3 separate regions of the Mus musculus genome follow, and regions 2 and 3 are each linked to region 1. A link is a contact called in public Hi-C data. All regions are on one chromosome and are shown on one strand. Each heading gives the region's core, a stretch centred on a gene start, on an enhancer-like site or on the middle of the called end of the contact. The rest is flanking DNA. Distances are from core to core; before and after follow the strand shown.

Region 1 (2,977 bases), core at 226-2,725:
CCTTTAAGGTATTCTCTGTGCCATTTCCATTCATGGTTGACCTCTGCCCATTGGAAACAAACCAAAACAGCGCTGAACAGGGTAACCCATGAACAGAGCCTAAAAGATCTAAGTTACAAAACCCACAGGATACACCGTCGCTGCAAAGAAAGTTCGCAGAAACAGACCCAGGCCGCTCTTCGAGTCGTCCCACGTAACAGTAATCTCAGCATGACAGACGTGACACAGAACTCACAGAATGAGTAACCCGTGAGAAGGAATGAAGGAAGGGACGGTGGGAACCGCCAGAAACACTTAAGTCTGTCCCGGGTCATGTTATAAAAGGGGACATAACCAGCAGAGAGGGTGGCTTACGAAAGCAGTTACTTGCCATAGCAATCCAACTTTAGAAGTCAGATGTTTAGTCTTCCCTAAGTATATCATCTGATACTGTAAGGTCATGACCTTAAGAGAAAAGAAGGAAAAGGGACACTTACTGGGATTGAAAACTCCCCTGCCAGGTACTTCAGTAAGGACGCTCCTTTGCCCAAGAACTTGTTCCTTTCTTTGATGTTGCCTTGAAGCTTCGGGTCAAACTCCTTTCTGACCACAGAAGCAATGGAGTCAACAATCACAAGCTTAACTCCTTTCGAAATGATCTCTTCCTCCAAAGACTCAAGCCTGTGAAAGTAGAATTTGTAAAATAACAAACAAGTGTAAGACACGAACTCTTTTTTATTTTTCTTTTCAGAAGGAAAATAGAAGAACACTGTATTAGGGTTTGAGAGAAAAGCCAAAACACAAGTTGGGCAAGCTGTAAATCCTGGCAGCTGCTGGGAGGAGGGAGCCAGTGAAGACTTAGAGTGCAATGGAGGTCTGCAAACATCTGTGAGGGGAAGAGGGCGTTAGAGCAAACAGCCTGGAGGTTGAGAGCAAACACGCTTAGGACTCTGGTTGTTCTCCAGGTCAGAGACAGAGGTGGGGAAAGGACAGCCATGCTTTTGGAGTTAGAACTCAGGAAAGCAGGCAGGCCTAACCCTGAAGATCTGTAAGTCACTTCAAAGACATGACTTTAAAAAGTGAAGGGGCTGGAGAGACAGATGGCTCAACAGTTAGGAACACTTGCTTCTCTTGAAAAGGACCAGGGTTTGGTTTCCAGCATGTACGTGAGGGTTCACGCCCATTGGTAACTCTAGTTCCAGGGGACCCCACCCACTCTTCCAACCTCCAAGGGCACCAGACATATAAGTGGTATACACACAAACATGCAGGCAAATACTCATACTCATAAAATACAAAATAAATAAACCTAAAACAACAACACCACCATGCTGAAAGGGTTAATCAGCTTTAAAATAACAACGAGCCAGCTCTGGTAACAGAGATCTGTAGCCCTCATTAATCAGGAAATTAAAGAAAGAAGTTTGCAAGGTCAAGGCTAAACTGGGCTACAGTGGGAGTTGTTCAAAACCATACTGGATAACATAGTCTGTATGTTATCAAAATAAAAACTTAAAAAAGTGCTGAGAGGAGCTGGAGAGATGGCTCAGTGGATAAGAGCGCTGACTGCTCTTCCAAAGGTCATGAGTTCAATTCCCAGCAACCACAGGGTGGCTCACAACCATCTGTAAAAGGATCTGATGTCCTCTTCTGGGGTGTCTGGAAACAGCTACAGTGTACTCAAATAAATAAAATAAATCTTTTTAAAAAAAAAAAGTGCTGAGATGCAGCTCAGCCCTTGCCTGACACACGAGGCCCTAGGTTCAAGCCCAGTAACACACATGCACTTGCTCATGCACTCATGTGTGTGCACACACACACACATACCACACACACACACACACACACACACACACACACACACAGCGATGGCTGTAAAATTCAGCACACATAACTTAGTTCACCACTCCTATCACATTGCATTCTTCTGGAAATATCAACAGTGTTTTCATGTTGCCCTACAATACTACAAAAGCTGTAATTTTACAGGAAAGCTACTTGTGTAGCCAGTCTAAAACGGCCTCTAAAACAGCCTCCTCTTATTCCCCTATCCTGGTGTGTCCTATCTTTTTATGAATTTCTACATAAATGCCTTCCCATACTACACAAGAGTTGGTCTATGTGACAAGTGCTCATGACAAAATGGTGATGCTCTTATTCCAGACAGTGGGGGTGAAAGACTACACTTTCCTTGTGTAAAGAAAGGACGCCTTCCAATGGTGCACGAGTGAGCTTGGGTACAGGCATACCAGCCCACTGGTCAACAAAACAACAGCTATCCTGGACAACAAGCAAAGCAGGAGAGCCAGCTGAGCCACTTCCAGAAGCTCACTCGCCAGAAAATAAGTATTTGCTGTTCTAAGCTGCCACATTTACAGGTAGTTCACTAACAAAACAACTTATAATTAATAAGCTACTTAGATTCTAAAATATTCACTGATTTTTTTTCCATTTTAAAGAAACATTTCAAAAAAACTACAATGAATGAAGAAGGCACAAATTATTATTTTTTTTAAAGATGTATTTACTTTATGTATATGAATACACTGTAGCTGTCTTCAGACACATCAGAAGAGGACTTCGGATCCCATTACTGATGGTTGTGAGTCACTATGTGGTTGCTGGGAATTGAACTCAGGACCTCTGGAAGAGCAGTCAGTGCTCTAAACCATTGAGCCATCTCTCCAGCCCAAATTATTATTTCTTTAACTCCATTATATAAGAATTATTTTACTAAGAAGCTGAAAACGGGGAGGAGAAAACTTTCAAAGCATTACTAAAATATAAGATGTTTTAGTAATGTGAAACCGCCTACCTTTGTAGAAGCCCCTCACAGGTGAGCTCTCGGCAAAGATGAACTCTACTGCTGGTCAGAAGCAATTTTTCCTCAGTGTTAAAATATTGTGGAAAACGAGATTCCGCAATCTCAACCAGTCTATGAGAGAAGGGAATAGCATACAAGAGAGAATAGTGAATACTAAAAGAGAGAGACACTGCT
Region 2 (2,977 bases), core at 166-2,665, 600 kb before region 1:
GAATTCCTTCGGAATCTTATTCCAATATCCATTTCCCACTATCCCTATGTGCGACATCATGCTATTGGGAATCTGACCCATTTTGCAGTGTCTGCCTTCACCAAACAGACTCAAAAGGAGAAGATGATACAGTTCTGTCTCCAAAGCCTGGGCAAGCGAGAATCAGAGTTGTGCTGTGTTTAAATAGGAAGGGGAGGGGGGAGAAGGCCACGAGAAAAATGAGTGTGGTGGTATCATGGGAAAGAGCGAGACAGGAGGGTAGCCTCTTCGGGTGGGGGTTGTCACCTAATGAACACTTCACAGGGCTTGGCCTAGCCATCAGGGAAGGCTCTCTGTGGAAAAGGCATTGAAGATGGATATCCAAAAGATTTTTGTCCCACTTCTGCCCTCATAGTCAGCTTCAAGGTGGAGTGGACAGCCTGGGGCAGCTAGCTCCACACTATAGTATTCTAGAATGTGAGTCTTAAACAAAGGATACAGTAAAACACAGGTCTAACCCCAGCTAAGTACCCAGGTGAGTCAACATTTAGGACTCCAGGAAGAACTGCTTAGACTCTTGTGGGAGCCCAGACGAGAAATTCTGGTCTGCTTGTCAGTCTCGGCAGGTAATGAACAGCTCTCAGCCCGGGGCGTACACAAATCATGAGCCGAGGTCCTGGGATAGGTCACTCTAAGCCCTGCAGGGGAAGTGACTGGGAACATCCAGTCATGCCAGCAGGTGAGAGGGAATTACAGGTGTGATCTGAAGAGTGGTTGGGCTGGTTGCAAGCCTGCAACCTGCCCATGGAAAACTGGTTCCATTTGTAACAACTGTCAACTCCGCCCCCCACCCCCACCCCCCTTGAGCCCAGAGAGGTAGGCTAGCTAGACAGAGTTTGGGGGGAACTGTCAGTCTTGTTGACCTGCAGAAGCCTCCCCAGACTCTGATAGACAGTAGCGAGGCTCCTTATGCTTTATTGGAAGACAGGCATTAGGCCGGGATGGTTACAAACCTTCAGAACCAACATCAGAGTGGACACTCCAATCAGTCCTGCGGTAATCTAGGTGGGATGGACAGCAAAGAATACGAGGCATGGGTAGATGGGAAAGGAGACTTTGAAACACAATGTAACAATGTTGCTTCGATAGTAACATACACTGGGAACATAGACCTATGGAAGTCTCTCTCTCTCTGTGTGTGTGTCTGTCTGTGTGTGTGTGTGTGTGTGTGTGTGTGTAGAAGAGCTAAGAAAAAAAAGTTAAGAAAAAGAAGAAGAAACAACAACAACAGCAGCAAAAAACCTAAACCCAAACCTAGCCTTTTCTATCCCTGTAACCATTAGAAAGAAAATGAAGTCTAAATTGTGTTCAGAGCCGCTGGGACAGAGGAAGAGAGGCAAGAATGGAAAAAACAGGCCGTAAAGATGCCAGGACTCCTTAAGCAGAAACATCTGTTGAAGTCATAAGACTCAGGGCCGGTCAGGCTCCTAACAAACCCAGGAAGAGGAGAGTCTGCACTGGATCAGGATGCCCCTTGTGTCCTGCGCAGGCCCCTGGGACAGCATACGTGCAAGCAGAAGGGATACCTTCTCCAGAGCTCCACCTGGCCTGGCTCCTGGCAAGAGAGGAAAGAAGAGGGAGGAGCCTGGGGCAGCCAGGGGGCAGAGATGGCACGGCAGTTTGGAGTGTGTATTTATTTAAAGCTTTAGCTTACTGGGGCAGCCTGGGGAACCACATGTCTAAACTTCTGCAGCTGAAGGAGGGGGAAGGGAGGAGCTGCTGATCTCAGGAGCTGGGGGCTCTGTTTAATTTTTGCAAATTGTAGCACCTTCTCTTATTTGTGCCTTCAGCTTGAGCCAACTATCTCAGGCTTGCCCATTTTGACAGTTACCAAAATGGCAGGTCCCATCTCTCAACCAGATAATACTCTCTGTGCCACATTCCTGCTAAGTAGCACCTCATTTAACCCTCTGGCAAATGTGCCATTGCTGTTGGGGGGAAATTATATATATATATATGTATCGGTCTTCAGGAAGGTTCTTGTATGAATACTACATTCCAGAAGAAAACTGAGGCCAGACACTGTTAAGGGACTCCCAGGTCTCCCAGTCATACACTCCAAGAACCATCCAAGGAGCTGCCTCTCTGTCCTCCCATGAAATGAATGTGAAAAGCAGCAGCAGCCAAGCACTGCCGAGGGAACAGCTGTGCTCAATCAGCCCAGCATTCATGCAAACCTCGAGAGTCCGTCCCCCCCACCTCCCATCCCCTGTGGCTCATTCATCTATCTCTATGCTCCATATCATCTGCCTAGGTGTACAGATGGAACCACAGCCACAGAGCATGCCACCTCCTCAGGGAAACTACCAAGCCCCCCCACCCTCCCCCCAGCTCCACATACACACCACTGTCATGGCAACAACATCCTGCTGTCTCTCAAGGAAACACAGGTAGTGAACGAGATGAAAACCAGACCCCACTTTACTTGCTTGTGGGAAGTGGGGAAGGTTCTGGAAGACTCCATTGGGAAGGCTAGATTTGATTTCTCTTCTAGGAGCTTCCCCTTCAGGCTGGCCAGGCCTGGAACTTTCATCGACATAGCTATGTTGTCTACATTAGACAGCTCCCTGGGACCCATATTTCACATTGAGATGAAAGTATACATGGGTACAGTTGGAAACAGGGTTCATGACTAGGGGGCTAATAATACTCACAGACAGCACACAAATGTGACAGCTAGAGGAAAAGCTGAAACCCCAACATCAGGGTAGGAAAGGCTACTACTATTAATGGTCCTTGAACAATTCTGGGATGCTATCATTCATGAGGTTGGGGCCTGCCGGTGTGGGTCCCCTGCCTCCATCAACCCCACGGGGTAGGTAGTATCACACCTACCCTAAAGAGAGGGAGCTGCAGGCAGAGGGCTCACTTCTCCTTCTGCCACATATTGCCAAGTGCAAAACTGGAACCAAAATCTGTAAGGCTCTTTTCTGAGTAC
Region 3 (2,977 bases), core at 217-2,716, 530 kb before region 1:
GTTTATGGGGGTCCATGTATTTTTCTTTCTACTCTGCTTTGGTCATCTCTCAGCGTTGCTCTGTGGGAGCCTTAAAGGGTTTAATTTTAAAACCAAAGCATATTTTTGAACCTTGGTATGTCTAAGTCCCTTCCGGCTCATGGCAGCTGTTCTCTGTGGACCCCTCTCTCCATGTGTCCTTGGCCAGGTTACTGACCTCTCTCTGTCCCCCTCCCATCTGCAACAAGGCTAATGACTGCAATCCCCATATAGGAGGGAGCAGAGGGTGCACCAGGGGACAAACCAAGAATAGGAAAGCATGAATATCTTAGCTGCCATTCTTATCCAAAAAGGAGGCGCAGCGTGAACCTCCTCTCTCAACCACACAACAAGCCTATTTTGTTGTTTTTATTTGTTTTCTTTCACTTAGTTCTGAGACAGGGGCTCACTATATAGTCTTGGCTGGCCCACAACCTACTTCATAGACCAGACTGGCCTTGAACTCACAGCACTGAGATAAAAAGTATTTGCCACCACACTGGGCAAAGCCAGCTTTACAGACCACCAGAATGTTGCGTTTATGTCACCCAAGTAAATGCATTTTTTTAAAGCAATGTGTCACCTTGTTCTTTCTACAGGAATAGAATTCCTTCAAGGACCATTTCTTACAGGAGAGGGAAGACATGGAGGCACAGTAAATGGGTAGGTGACAGGCAAATGGAGAGCCTGGCACTCATGTCAAGGACAAGATAAAGCCTGTCTGCACGGGCTGAAGTAGGGACATTCAGCAAAGTGGTTTTTCTCTGGGCTGTTTGGTGCTTACAGTTTGCCCAGATCCTAACCCAAACTCAAACTGGAACTTCCTGGATGGCGCCACCTTGCCTTGGCAATCCTTAATTTATTAACTCAAAATGCTTCCCAGATCCTGCCCAAGACCTCTCTAACCTGGCTCCCAACTCTCTGTGCTCAGACTCACTGGCCTGCACTGTCACAGCTTTGAATGGGACTGTCCTTGAGATCCATAAAGAAGTACTTCCCCCGGATCCCTCACCAGCCCAAGGCCACTTGCAACCTTCATGGGGGTGTGGGGGGGGGGGGGAGAAACACGACACTGTCCTGGTTTCCACTGGCAGCAACGGTTACTCAGGCTGCCTCCAAACAGCCAGAAGAGTTCCAGAGTCCACAGATCTTGCTTCTCAGTGGCACACACATTCATAGACTTCTCTAAGGTGCTTCCCTGCAGGAGAGCTCTCTGTGAGCTAGGTCCTTACACAGGAGTCTCTGCTGAGGAAAAGCCTTGGACGTGGGGTTAGGAAAGCTGTCAGAGGCTGTTTTGCACAACATCAAACACATTCCAGGCCTTATCTAATCAGGGAGCCTTCTTCAACAGCCATGCAGAGGCTGTTCCTGCAAAGCATTCCCCAGGCAGGGCGAGGGCCTTGATTCTAGAGGCAGAGTAATGGCTCTTTTGGCACAGGCAAAGCTGCCTGGCAGCTGGAGCTTTGAGGTAACCTCTGACCCTCTCCCACAGTTCCTCCCAAGTCCCGCCGCACCACTCTAAGCCACCCTCAAATCCCAGGCTCTAATTGGCTCTGGTTTGTTTTGCCTTTCTCTTCTGTCCAGTGCTTCAAAAGGCACTTCAATAATTGTTTGAGGCACGAAAAAGGCAGGGTTCAGCTTTCCTAACTGGAATTGGAGGTAATTACTGTCTTCCATATTCGAGCCGGTACATGCTGCAAATCACATGGCTCTGGGTTGCTTTCCAGCGGGGTGGCCAGGTCTCAGAGCTACAAGGAGGATTATAGAACTTCACAAAGGCTCTGCTTCAGAGAGAGAAGAATCGACAGGTCTCAGAAGTGCTAGAGGAGTTGTTTATACTCTTCTGCTGTCCGCTCGAGACTGTCCTGAGAGGTTTGGTCTGAAGAGACTTCAACTCTACCCTGGAAGTTTGGGATTTGCTTTTTTATTTTGTTTGCTCTCAATGGGCAGGAACTGACCCCTCCACACACACACACACACACACACACACACACACACACACACACACACACACACACACATAAGCCCCTTCTTGTTTGAAATTAATAACCACATGCTCGACCTAGGCTGCCCAACTTCAGAACAGAACTTCAATGAGTGAGGCTAAGACCCACCTCCAAGAACCAGAATAAGGATTCCATTTTGTGCATTCAAAACAGCAAACCCAAATGTGGAGAGTCTCTGGATCATCCCCCTTCTGCTCCTTGTGGACCCGGAGGGCCTTGTTTAATCGATCAGCTGATTCACAGGACGTCACTCACAGTGAGAGCGGTTGCTGACCCAACCTCAGAGGGTGTGTGAGGTCCACATGAGGTTAGCCCATGTGAAGTGCCTGTCTGGGATCTGTGTATACCAAATGTTCAATAAATATCAGCTAACAGTCACTGTCAAGGAGGGCCTTCTGATGCCAAAGGAGCCAGTCTGAACAGAGCCACCGTGAAATAGTACAATGAAGCAGGAAGGGCTAGGGTGCCAGCCCCAGTGTGAAGTGTCTTCCCTCCAAAGGGAATTGTCTTAAACATCTGAAGTTACCTCTGTCTCAGCCTGGCTCTCGCTCACCATCCTGAACGATCTCATCCAGGTGGAGGGCTGCTGTCCCCACTGTGCTTCTGGCCCTTCTCTTTCCAATGTCCTCCTCAGAGCTCTCAATGTCCTCGAACCTTGACTCCAGGTCAGTAAAGCCGATCAAACCGCACATCCCGGCAAGGGCTCGGTGGAAATCCCCTCTGAGCAGGTGACCTTTACAGGTCGCACACGTTGCTTTCATAGTCTTGAGGACAATGCACAGGCACATACTTATCTGTGTATTTGTCTCATATCTATTTCTAGATAAACTAAAGTTCATGTGAACGAGGCCAAGTTTCTCTGTCCTTTCTTCCTTAACACAGATGACGGTTTGCCTGTGAACTTTCTTTATTCTGTTTATGCAGATCTGAGTGATCGACTAGAGATCTAGCAG

What was found. Hi-C and Micro-C count contacts between places; a contact is called where the count stands out from the background.
Region 2: a contact with region 1 is called in a Hi-C map of uterus, with 4 times the contacts expected there. The contact joins two enhancer-like sites. A contact is called at or near these places in 2 of 484 Hi-C or Micro-C datasets (bone marrow-derived macrophages and uterus) and 1 of 115 datasets of contacts at active chromatin or transcription factors (craniofacial prominence).
Region 3: a contact with region 1 is called in a Hi-C map of uterus, with 3 times the contacts expected there. The contact joins two enhancer-like sites. A contact is called at or near these places in 5 of 484 Hi-C or Micro-C datasets (bone marrow-derived macrophages, nephron progenitors and uterus), 2 of 115 datasets of contacts at active chromatin or transcription factors (embryonic stem cells and large pre-B cells) and 1 of 9 other capture datasets (embryonic trunk).

What each region holds. Positions count from the first base shown.
Region 1 is chr12:79,324,904-79,327,880 of GRCm38.p6, reverse strand. Rad51b (RAD51 paralog B) reads right to left here. Exons shown (of 11, transcript NM_009014.3): 6 at 2,795-2,914; 7 at 477-660. Among named protein-coding and RNA genes, the nearest start is that of Rad51b, 29 kb to the right of the region's middle. Within about 2 kb of position 1,475, at least 10 of the 459 cell types and tissues checked have an H3K27ac peak or open chromatin away from gene starts, as enhancers often do. A contact at or near this core is called in uterus, where this site is marked.
Region 2 is chr12:79,927,714-79,930,690 of GRCm38.p6, reverse strand. All of the region lies in intron 1 of Gm51985 (a long non-coding RNA gene), which reads right to left. The region is part of intron 2 of 9430078K24Rik (RIKEN cDNA 9430078K24 gene); the gene reads left to right. Among named protein-coding and RNA genes, the nearest start is that of 9430078K24Rik, 7.1 kb to the left of the region's middle. Within about 2 kb of position 1,415, at least 87 of the 459 cell types and tissues checked have an H3K27ac peak or open chromatin away from gene starts, as enhancers often do. A contact at or near this core is called in uterus, where this site is marked.
Region 3 is chr12:79,858,275-79,861,251 of GRCm38.p6, reverse strand. It overlaps Gm36132 (a long non-coding RNA gene), which reads left to right. Exons shown (of 4, transcript XR_381728.4): 4 at 618-2,409. Among named protein-coding and RNA genes, the nearest start is that of Gm36132, 7.8 kb to the left of the region's middle. Within about 2 kb of position 1,466, at least 105 of the 459 cell types and tissues checked have an H3K27ac peak or open chromatin away from gene starts, as enhancers often do. A contact at or near this core is called in uterus, where this site is marked.